Linked DNA regions of Dromaius novaehollandiae: all the other regions are linked to region 2. The links are chromatin contacts, called in public Hi-C maps. All regions are on one chromosome and are shown on one strand. Each heading gives the region's core, a stretch centred on a gene start, on an enhancer-like site or on the middle of the called end of the contact. The rest is flanking DNA. Distances are from core to core; before and after follow the strand shown.

The links. A called contact is a pair of places that touch in the nucleus more often than the background predicts.
Region 1: a contact with region 2 is called in a Hi-C map of brain, with 1.9 times the contacts expected there. The contact joins two enhancer-like sites. A contact is called at or near these places in 2 of 4 Hi-C or Micro-C datasets (brain and liver).
Region 3: a contact with region 2 is called in a Hi-C map of liver, with 5 times the contacts expected there. The contact joins two enhancer-like sites. A contact is called at or near these places in 2 of 4 Hi-C or Micro-C datasets (liver and ovary).

The regions. Positions count from the first base shown.
Region 1 is chr21:4,412,345-4,415,637 of bDroNov1.hap1, forward strand. No RefSeq gene overlaps it. Among named protein-coding and RNA genes, the nearest start is that of SORL1, 110 kb to the left of the region's middle. Within about 2 kb of position 1,822, at least 2 of the 2 cell types and tissues checked have open chromatin away from gene starts, as enhancers often do.
Region 2 is chr21:4,514,702-4,518,125 of bDroNov1.hap1, forward strand. No RefSeq gene overlaps it. Among named protein-coding and RNA genes, the nearest start is that of UBASH3B, 200 kb to the right of the region's middle. Within about 2 kb of position 1,585, at least 2 of the 2 cell types and tissues checked have open chromatin away from gene starts, as enhancers often do.
Region 3 is chr21:4,579,887-4,583,394 of bDroNov1.hap1, forward strand. No RefSeq gene overlaps it. Among named protein-coding and RNA genes, the nearest start is that of UBASH3B, 140 kb to the right of the region's middle. Within about 2 kb of position 1,900, at least 2 of the 2 cell types and tissues checked have open chromatin away from gene starts, as enhancers often do.

The sequences.
Region 1 (3,293 bases), core at 572-3,071, 100 kb before region 2:
TCTTCAGCTGCTATAAAATGGGTTTATTTCCAGTTAACTGAATAGTAGTCTGACTTAAAGTAGGAAATGGATGCAAACCAACAAGCAAGTGGTGAAAGGCCTTGTCATACTTCTACCAACTCCGACCACAGTTATCCAGTACCAAGGTCAGCCTCTGCTTCATGCAAGTTGGCACCATGAGAGTCTGCTGTATTTCAAATCAAGACCAAAAGCCAGCATTAGCAAAAGCCTTAGAAAAGAATAATGATGATGGGATTAGGAAAAACATTCATAAAACTAAATTAAAAATCACACCTTGCTTCATACTGGAAATTGGACGCAGGCACCCCACTCTACTTGGAGCAAATCATTTTAAATGCAGCCCTTTGTGTAGGGAAATTCTCCCTGGAATCCAAGTTTCAAACACAGCGTTATTCTAACTCCCCGTGTTCATGAAATCCCCAGAAACATTGCAGCACGACAGCGAAGGCGGCCTCCTGGCAGGTATCGCACTGGTATGCATGTGTTCCAGAGCAAGCCTAGGCAAGACCAGCTGAACTAGAGAGAAAGACCTGCTGGCAAAGGATGGCAAAGGCAATTCATTTCACAGCTCCTCTCAAGTGATGTCCGATAAGAGAAAATCGACTGGCTAGAGATAATTTTTAATTCCTCCCTCTCTTTCTTCCCCAAAACACATGTAAGAGCTCGGGATGTCAGACAAAGGGAAACAAGGGGCTGCTTTGCTCTGTTTGCTCCCTCCTTTCTCTTCTCTGTTCCTCATTCGGGTAGCAAAATGGAAAAGCGAGGGGAGAGGGAGGAACTAGTTTGCATCGAAGGGGAAGCAATAAGGACTCTTTCCTCCCACCACCTCCAGACCTCCCCAAACTAACAAAAATAAGGGCATAGGGAAACACTTTTTTTGCCCTCCTCTCCGAAAACCTGGTTTTCTTCCCTGCAGACTGATATTCGAGTAAAAGTAGGAGGGATGACGATGAACTTCTGCACCTTTTGTTTTGACTGCATGCTCTCCACAGCAAGAGACTCTCTTCTTTAACCCTAGCTTGTGCAGCACTGAGCAAACTGCAGATGTTCTCTAAAATAAAACCGTAACTGCTACCAGGTGGCCATTCTTGTTGTGTATTCTTGCTCACCTTCCTCAGGTTGGAAGCATTTGTTATGAAGTATCTACATCAAGGGGGAAAGGGAAAAATTATTTGGTGTTTATAATGTATATCATACATTTGTCCACAAATGCTGCCGTGGTCCACGGCACTGACTGCACAAGGTGCTGTGCGATGCAAAACAAGTGCTTAGCAATCCCACAAAAGGGTTTCTGCACAGGTGCTCGGGGGAGACAGCCCTGAGAGCCACAGTCTGATCTGTACACTTGGCTTTTCAGGGCTTTAAATGGTGATCACTCAGAAAGAAAGCACGTGGGCTTAGTTTTCATTTTTTCTTAGAAAGAAACGAAGCTTGGATGTGGCATTTCTAAAGGAAAAGGGGGGGAGCACGGGGGGAGGCAGAACCCCTTCCTTGTGAAGTACTCAGGTGGGGAGGGGAGGAGAGGAGGGAAAAAAGCGCTGCCGAGTTATTTTGCCAATAATTCTTCTATTCTTCATCTGGGGGTATAAAAGACTCCAAAAAAAGACCACACAATAAAAAGGAAAGCCTGTCTGAAGTACCATGTTTTACACATTGTTAGACTGGAGCAATCTGTTCGAGTGAACCCTTTTAAAAGGGGCCACTTGTGTGTGAAAAGCCAGTTGTGCGGAGCTGGGAGGCATACAGCTGCAGACAGCTGTGGGGCTGGTACTGTAACAGAATCATTTTAAGAGTGAACTCTGGCATGTCGGCGGGAGGCCCGAGAAGGGTAGCGCAGCCGGAAAGTACAGTTTGCTTCTGTATTCGCTGCGATACATTCACCTTCTTTCACTGCTCGACTTAACGAAAAAGGAGCTGGTTGGAACTAAATTCATGCAGGCTTTTCTTTTTTCCCCTTCCATGCTCTCTTTTTTAAGAAATTTAATTCTGGACATGAAAGAAAATGCGCCTTTTTGACCCCCGCCTTCTGGCAAGTTTCCAAACGCTTCAAGGATCCTACTGGCTTGCCAGTATCATCCCATGCTGGTGTGGATAAGTCCACAACTCCCAAGCGCTTAGGGGGAGAGCATGGCTGTTCTTGTGCACATCTAAATCTTTACACGCTTTCCCAAAAGGACAAACTAATACCAGAAGGGCGCATCTGCTCCATCTTCTTCACCTTCCCGACATTACACAACTTATACAGACACACAGATATTTGGAATTAATAACTATTTGGAGGATTCATTATTTATTCAGGGAGCAATGAAATAAGCATAAATCCAGACTAGAATCTGGTCCACCATGTCAAAAAAAAGCATGCTTGTACAGAATTATTAGTTCCTTATCCTTTAGAAGGTAGCTAACTGCCAAAAGGAAGGTCTCTTGTACGTGGTTACTTGTGGGAATAGGAGGCACGCGAGGTGACTAGTGCTTGTTGGAACAGGTGACAAACAAGTGTCAACACAAATCAGCTTTCCTCCACCCCGAGGAACCAACCGTCGGACACACGGTGACCCAGCAAATGAATAAGAAATTTAATTCAGACTTCTATCAAGATCTCAAATTTAGTAAAAAAAAAACATGGGACGGATGACTATCTATTTGAACTCTGCCTACTTACAGGCTGGCACTTCCATAGAGATGTTGGTGGGGGTTACAAGTGGAGCACTGACTGCACTCGGAGGAAGAACAAAAAGTCAGATGCATGCAAAGAGTTTGGTTCATCTTAAAGGGAGTATTAGAAGCCCAGGAGTAAAGAAATGAATTCACTAGTCTAACATTTGAAGGGTTAACAGGATTTAAACTTTGATCTTCCAGGAAAACATGCTGAAAACATAGCCCAAGGCATGTTCACCATTTTGTTTGCTAGTAAAACAATGCAATTTGATTTTTGTTGGCTTGTTGTTTTTAAGTGGAACCTCATGGGTGTTCTGTTAAATTCAGCCCACAAAAGCAATTTGTGTCATTTTAATGCAGCTCCTGTGTTAGAAATGTTTGTTTTTAAATGCAAGTTTTATTGTTTTCATTGTTTGCACATTAAAAGCTAGATCAATAAGAAAAGCAATTCATGACGTTCTTCAAAATTCAAGCCTTATCTAACCCATAAATTGGGGCAAATACCAAAGTGTAAAAAATAATAAAGGCTCATTCCTTTGGAATATGAAAGAACGGTTCTGGTTCTTCTCTCCTTTGAATCATCATTATCATGTGTGCTCATATTTACAGGAGAG
Region 2 (3,424 bases), core at 335-2,834:
TTTGGAAGCGGGGGAGGCTCCAGTCTCCGGCGCCAAGAGCAGGGGGGAAAAGCGCGGCGGCGGGGCGGCGGGGGCGGGCCGGGGCCGGGGCCGGGGCCGGGGCCGGGCAGGGCAGGGGCCGGGCAGGGCAGGGCAGTGCCCGCAGCAGCCTGGCCGCCCGGCGGGCTGTGACACCCGAGCGAGCGCGGGCGAGCGAGCGAGTGCGAGCGTGCGGCGTGCGCAAGCCGGGGGAGGGCGGCGAGGGTGGGTGTGTGCAGCTGGGCAAGCCGCTCGCATTTTTAAAACGTTTTTTTTTTAAGGGAATATATCAAGGAAAGGAAAAGGGGGGAAAGGAAAAGGCACCGAATTCCTCCGCAGCTCCTCGCCTGCCGCCCTCCTCCCTCCGCGCTCCGACCGATGCCGCTATTATTATTATTATTGCTGTTATTATTATTAAGAGACGGGGCTGGGGGGCTGGCGAGCTGCGGCCCGCTCCCGACTCCGGCATCCGCTGGAGCCAAGGGCAGCGCCGTGCCAGAGCAAGCCCCGCACTGCCAGCGCCGCCGCCGCCCGCCCCTGCCCGCCGCGGGCCGCCGTTGCGAAGGAAAACCTGGAGGAAAAACCCGCTTCCCCTCGAGAGGAGGGTCCCCGAGCCCCGTGCGCACACACACACACCGCACACACACACACACACACACACACACACACACACACACACACAAAAGGGACTCCATCCTGCACCGACTCCTCGCCAAGCACCTTGTGCAACCCCAGCCAATGGAAATTTACGCCGGCCATAACCGAGAGCAGGATTTCGTCCCCAGCTTGCCACCTCCTTCTCCGCTCTTCTCCCTTTCCCTCCCTCCCTTTCCTCCCTCTTCCTCCCTCTCCCCCCCCCCCCCAAATAAATAATATGGATCCGTACCCTCCACCCATCTCTGGAACCGCTTCAGGCCCAGCGGCACAAGCCGAAACGTACCGCAGGGCCCGAGGTTAAAAATGCAAAATATCCGCCGCTCATCGCCCAGCGCTGCCGAAGGCAGGTCCCCCCCCGGCCCGGCCCCGGCCCCGGCCCCGGCCCGGCCCCGCGCGGCCGCCGGCTCCGCGCTCCCGGCGCTGCCCGCCGCCGCACGGCTGGGGGCAGCCGTAACAGGCACCATTACCAAATCATCGTCATTCACTCCGTCCTTTTCTCACCTCAGGAGTCTGAGCCCATTCACCAAAGTCCTTCCTCGTCCAGGATCTCAAATCTTTTCCTTTTTTTTTTTTCCTCCTTCTGGATCAGCCAGTCCCGACATCATTAAACTATAGTCCTCCTCTTCCTCCTCCTTCCTTCTCCCCCTCTCTGTCTCCCCCCCTCTCTTTTTTTTTATTTCAAAAAGGGGGAGTGGGGGGTGGCTGGGGGGGGAGTAGACATAGCTGCATGAAGTGGCTGCCTTTTAGAAAGCACATTTAATCTTTACTGGCTCCCCTAGGCTTCGATGAAGTAGAAGGGAAAGGAGAGGAGAGGGGGAAAGAAAAAATACAGGCAAGGGAGGCTGTTGAGGGACAGCAAGCATCAGGCTCAAATCAACGACCAGATGAAAATGTACTAGACCACACTGCCCCCTCTCTTCCTCTCGCTCTGTCTCCGTCTCTCTCACACACTCTCACTCCTGGAAAGCTTCAGTGTCTGGTTACAGACTCTTTTGGATCCTTCCCCCCCTCCCCACCCGCGCCCTTTGCCAACTATCCTAGAGATTCCTTGCATGCCTACTTAAATCTTTAACAGAATAAGGACCCGGCCCCCCCCCGCCGCCGCCGCCAGCCTCGCACACACCGGCCCCGCCGCCCCTCCCCAATAAGCTCTTAAGCTCCGGGAGAAGCCGCCGCCGCCGCCGGCGCATCCCCGGCGCGGGCTGCCCCGGGCCCGGCCCGGCCCCGCGCCGCCGCCGCCCGCCGGGCCCGCAGCGCCCGGCGCCCCTTGGCGCCCCCGCCGCCGCGCCGGGGGGGCTGCAGCCCTGCGCCTCGCATCCCTCCGCCTGCGGCTGGGGTTTAAAACAATAAAATCCGCCGCTGCTCCCTCGCCTCCCCCCCCCCGCCGCCCCCCCGCAGCCGCACGGAGGCAGGCGGCGCGCCCGGCTCCTGCCCGCCGCGACTTCAGAGCTGACGATCCCTTCGCCGCCACCCCCCCCCCCCCCGCAGCCACCCCTCCGCTCAACGGCAGCCCCGCTGCCTCTCGCACCAGACTATATTTGCAATATGTGCTAATTTACCAGCTATATGCCCTTGGATTTTAAAATGAACTCATCAGTCACTGCTGCTAGTACCGATGCTGCCTCTCTGCCTCACACACACCCTCCGCTGCAGACACGTTACTCATTCTCCAAGCATTTCCTCTCCCAATGTCCGTCAGACGCATATACACTTCATTGATCAAACCAAATCCCTTGATAACAATAAATAATAATACAGACAGTTAACATCAGCGGGGGGGGAGGGGGGGGGGGACGGGACAAAGATGACGACTAAATCTGCACTGTGCTCTACGAGGCCGGGCCCTGCATCCCCAGGGATGCGCCGCACAGCGCGGAGCGCAGGTCCGCCCCAGAAGACCCCGCGCACCGAGCCATCCGTGGGGCCTTACCTGAGACCCGCAGCGGTCGGAGCAGTGGGGCGGGGGCTCCCCGGCGGCGCCCGAGGCCTGGCTCCACACGGGCTGCGCAAGGCGCTCGGGGGAGCAGAGGGTGCTACTCGCTCTAAGGGAGAGAAAGCACCTAACGCCAACACAGAAATAAATAAATAAGGCGGTTTCTTTGTTATGCTGCACGTTGCACAGATGCTCTAGGACTACGGCGTTAAAGGTATTTGGGCACCCAAAGATCTTGTTAGCTGCATACGGGGATATTCAAAACACCTCCTTAGCTCCCAGTGAAATCACTTTCCTTGGTATTGAAGGCAGACAGCATCTACGCAAGAAACCAGGTTAGGTTAGGAAGCCAGTCTGTTAAATATACCTCCGTTACACGTGCCAGGCATTTCAAGGGCTTTGGTTTCAGGGGGGTTTGTGGCTTTATTTCTTAGTTTTCTGGGGCTGAAACAGGGGAGGGAAGAGAAGCTGCCTCTTAGGATTTGGGCTAGTTAGATGCCGTGTGTGGGTCTGGCAGAGAGAAAGCGAGTGCAGTGTAAGTGTTCGGGAAGTTGGGGAGGGTGGGGCTATCTAGAAATCATTGACTCACTGGGGTAACTCCCTGCACACAGGAATCAAACCATTACTCAAAGCAAGCTACATTTTATCAGCAGCAGCCTTAGAATGAAATTCTGCTGCATGCATGCAGAGTCCGAAGCAACAAAAATAAACATCTGAAAATAAATATACAATCCATAATTAAATTACTGGGTGCAATGCAGAAATCCCTGGGTGACAGAGGAGGCTGAATTATGCAATGAAGTCAGTCCGGGAACC
Region 3 (3,508 bases), core at 650-3,149, 66 kb after region 2:
ATGCACACATACAGTAGTTCTTAAGATGAAGGGCATCTCTACATAGGGCTGCCATCACAAGGGAATGAATAGCATAAAAATGGGGTATGGGAAAGGCAGGTACGTGACTACCTGGGGAGGTTCCACACTCATGCTTGTATGCACGTGCCACAGTTTAGTGATGATACAGCCAGTATGCGTTACTACTCAATTTAAGTGAAATTGAAACCTCCTTTTCTCCACATTGAAAAGAAACTACTGTAAAAAAAGCCTCAGAAAACAACAAACAAAAAACATGAAGCAATGATCTTTTCATATTTTAAGATAATGGCAAGCTTGGAACATAAAGACAGCCGTGCCAAAGACCCAGCTAGCCCATAATTCTGACTCTAATGTTGAGCTGATGCTTAAGGAGAGAGTATAGGAAAGGGACAAGCATGCATTTATAATTCTTCCAACATATCCTCTCAGTTTCCAGCATGTGACAATTTAGGGACTTACTGGGCCAGAAAGTTTTTTCCCCCTCTTTTTTACTATTCAATGGTTTTTTTCCTTCCCTGACTTTGTCCAGTTGGCTTCTTAGATGTACCTATCCTTTTGGCACAACACTCTGTAGCAACCACTTCCAGAGCCTGGTTATATTCTGGGTGAGAAAGGCCAACTTATTTGAAGAAAAGCTGGTGTTTTACCTTATTTCTGAGAGCTGACCTATAGTTTACATTGTCTACAGGACCATCAAACTGAACTAATTCAGAAATGATGCAACCAGCCAAGATACAAGCAGAAACAGTGGGTATGCAGATAGTCAGTATTAAAAGGGGATGGTGCCTAAGTTTCAGGACAAAGGAGCATTAGGTTATGTCAAATAGACAAGAAAAAGATCTTATTAAGAGAAACCACTTAATACTCTCATCAAAACTCCCAGTTGAAGACAAACTCCAGCACCTTAGCAGACACAGTCAGTGTCTGATCTACCAGCCCCAATCGTATCCCCTCAAGCCCACCCATAAAGTCATACGAGTCAGGCTCTACAGGACTCAAAAAGGCTATATTTGCCTGCTGTCAATTCTCCAAATATATCTTTTTCCATCCGGCATAACAGACTGGGGTCTCTGAGCAGCAGGGAGAAAGGGAATGTAAATCTGGCTCCAGCGTGAGGCGGAATAACCCTCAAGATCAGCGGTTCTAGGCTACGGCAGCATGGACAAGGAAGAGCTCAAAACATCAAGCTGGGTCAAACCTCTGCTGCTTCAACAACAGCTCCGCCACCAGGCTCCAAGCCAGTGAACACAGACACAGCTGGTATCTTCCAGCCCATCCTGCTCATTCCTCACATGGGAGCAGGAGCCTGGGACTAGCCTGTAACCGTGGTTTCCCTGCAGCAGGACAGTCACCAACACCAGAATGTGCTGCCTAACACCACCATGTCCACTGGCTGCAAGGATGCACTTGATGACAGCGTCTCTGTACTTGGTGAAATAACCTTCTTTCTGACACACAATCTTCACAATAAAGAATTAAACAAAAAGAGAGAAAAAGAAATACCAAGCTCCCCGTTAAATTAGTGAAAGGATCCAACTGCCCAGTGCAAGGAGAGGGGATAATGGATTTCAGTACAAAAAAGCTCCTGGTTTTGAAGCAATTGCAGTAAGTTCCACTGTATTTTGCCCTGCTCTGCCTTGTTCGTGCTTCATTTTCCAAGGCTCTTTGTTTTCTGAGTTGAATTAGATCAAGGCCTCCCCGTTTCCCATCACATACATGTCTCCATGCCCCTGCTGCTGCTATCAGAGCTGGGGCACAGGCACTCCAAGTGCCTCCGTCTCGGGGAAACATTTGCATTTTCATTGGCACAGGTACAGCATTCAGAATTCTTTCAGGCCAGGCCAATTAAAACAAGCTGAAAACTGCTGAGGGAAGCAGTTTCAGCAAGGATCTGCTTACATTCCCCCTCTGAAAAAAGCAGGGGGCCCACTTTCTGTAACTCTCTCCCTCTCTGCACAGTGTGGGTTTTGCTTTTTTCTTTTTTTTTTTTTCGTTTCTTTTTAAGGTGGAATAACTTGTGCCCTTTGCACAGAGGCTCCAAGAGATGGATGGCAGAACTCGGGAATGTAGCTTCATTTTAAAACTAGAGCCAGGTCTCTAATACTAAGCTGAAGCATGGGAAAAAGCAAAACAAAGACCAAAAAACCTGGTAACTCTCCAGATTAAAACACTTTTCCTCCCTCACAAACCTTGCATGGTATTTTCTTAAAAAGGAATAGAACCACATAATTAGCAATCAGTTGAAGCCTAAGGCTTCTTTTTTTTTTTTTTTTTTTTTTTTTTTTTTAAACCACCACAGAGACTATTCAATGCCTACTGGCTCTACTAACACACTCCTATTACCCTGGTTTTCTTTTCGGACAGCCTCTTTCAAGCCTCAGATGTGTTGTAAATGCATACTGACAGGTTAAAAGACACCATTTTTACTCCCCTGAGGAAAAAAAGATCCCATCCTACTAGTGCTGCTCTATTTTACATTGATGATCCTTAAGCACTAGATCGAGGCACAAGGTTCTAGGACTGATGAACCATCTCAGAGTGCCAGGGAAGGACACGCGCTCCAAAGTCAAGTTTCTCTATGCACACCCTCATCCTTGGAGGCTGCCGAAAACTACTCATGACAGCAGCCTTACCGTGGCCCAGCTGTACGCGTCATGTTGGCCACTCTTCCAAACACCTGTATGCCAGGACTCTGTGCTAGAGACAGCTATGACAGAGAAAGCACCTGCAAATGCTCTTGCATCAGTGCATGGTCTAGGGGGGAAAAATGGCTAAACCAGAAGAACAAACCACAGCGTGTGTATTTGCATTTGTTTTCATCTCTCAGAATGAGGCTGTGTCAGTCTTAGACTCTGGCTGAATTGATTTAAAACATGTATTGCATGTAAAATTCGGAGCCATTTGGAGTAGATCCGGGATTCAAACCACCACAGAATCTAGGGGAATTTAAATCAAAAGTTCTTTCTGCCCAGTTCTACTGAAAATGATCTCGCCTTGATAAATAAGCATTGAGCTTGTACAGCACCTGCCACAACGTCGTTGATATCAACGCCTGAGCACCCAGGAGCTACTACAGTATGACTAGCAACTAAATCACAATGCAGGGCTGACACATAATCCGCTCACCTAATCACCACAGCATTACTAGTATGTTAATAAGAGAAGTATAAGAGAAGTATAAGAGAAATCTAACAGGTGACAGCTGGAGTAAACAGTGAAAGATTCAAGACAACACAAATACCAGATTTCTTAGATCCTCCCCGATAGAAGACAATTCTCTTCTGTTCATTTCTGTTTGCTCTCAGAGCCATGTTCTAGGAAAAAGCTGGCCCGAGGGACTAGGAAACTAGGATATCATGACTATTCTGGCTCAAAATCTTTTCCTTTTTCAAAAGCCGACAGGATGCCCTCTTCAGTTATCTTGAACAGCTCAACTTGTCACCTGCAATACAGGTGACTAGGGGGGCCACATATTGATTTAATTAGG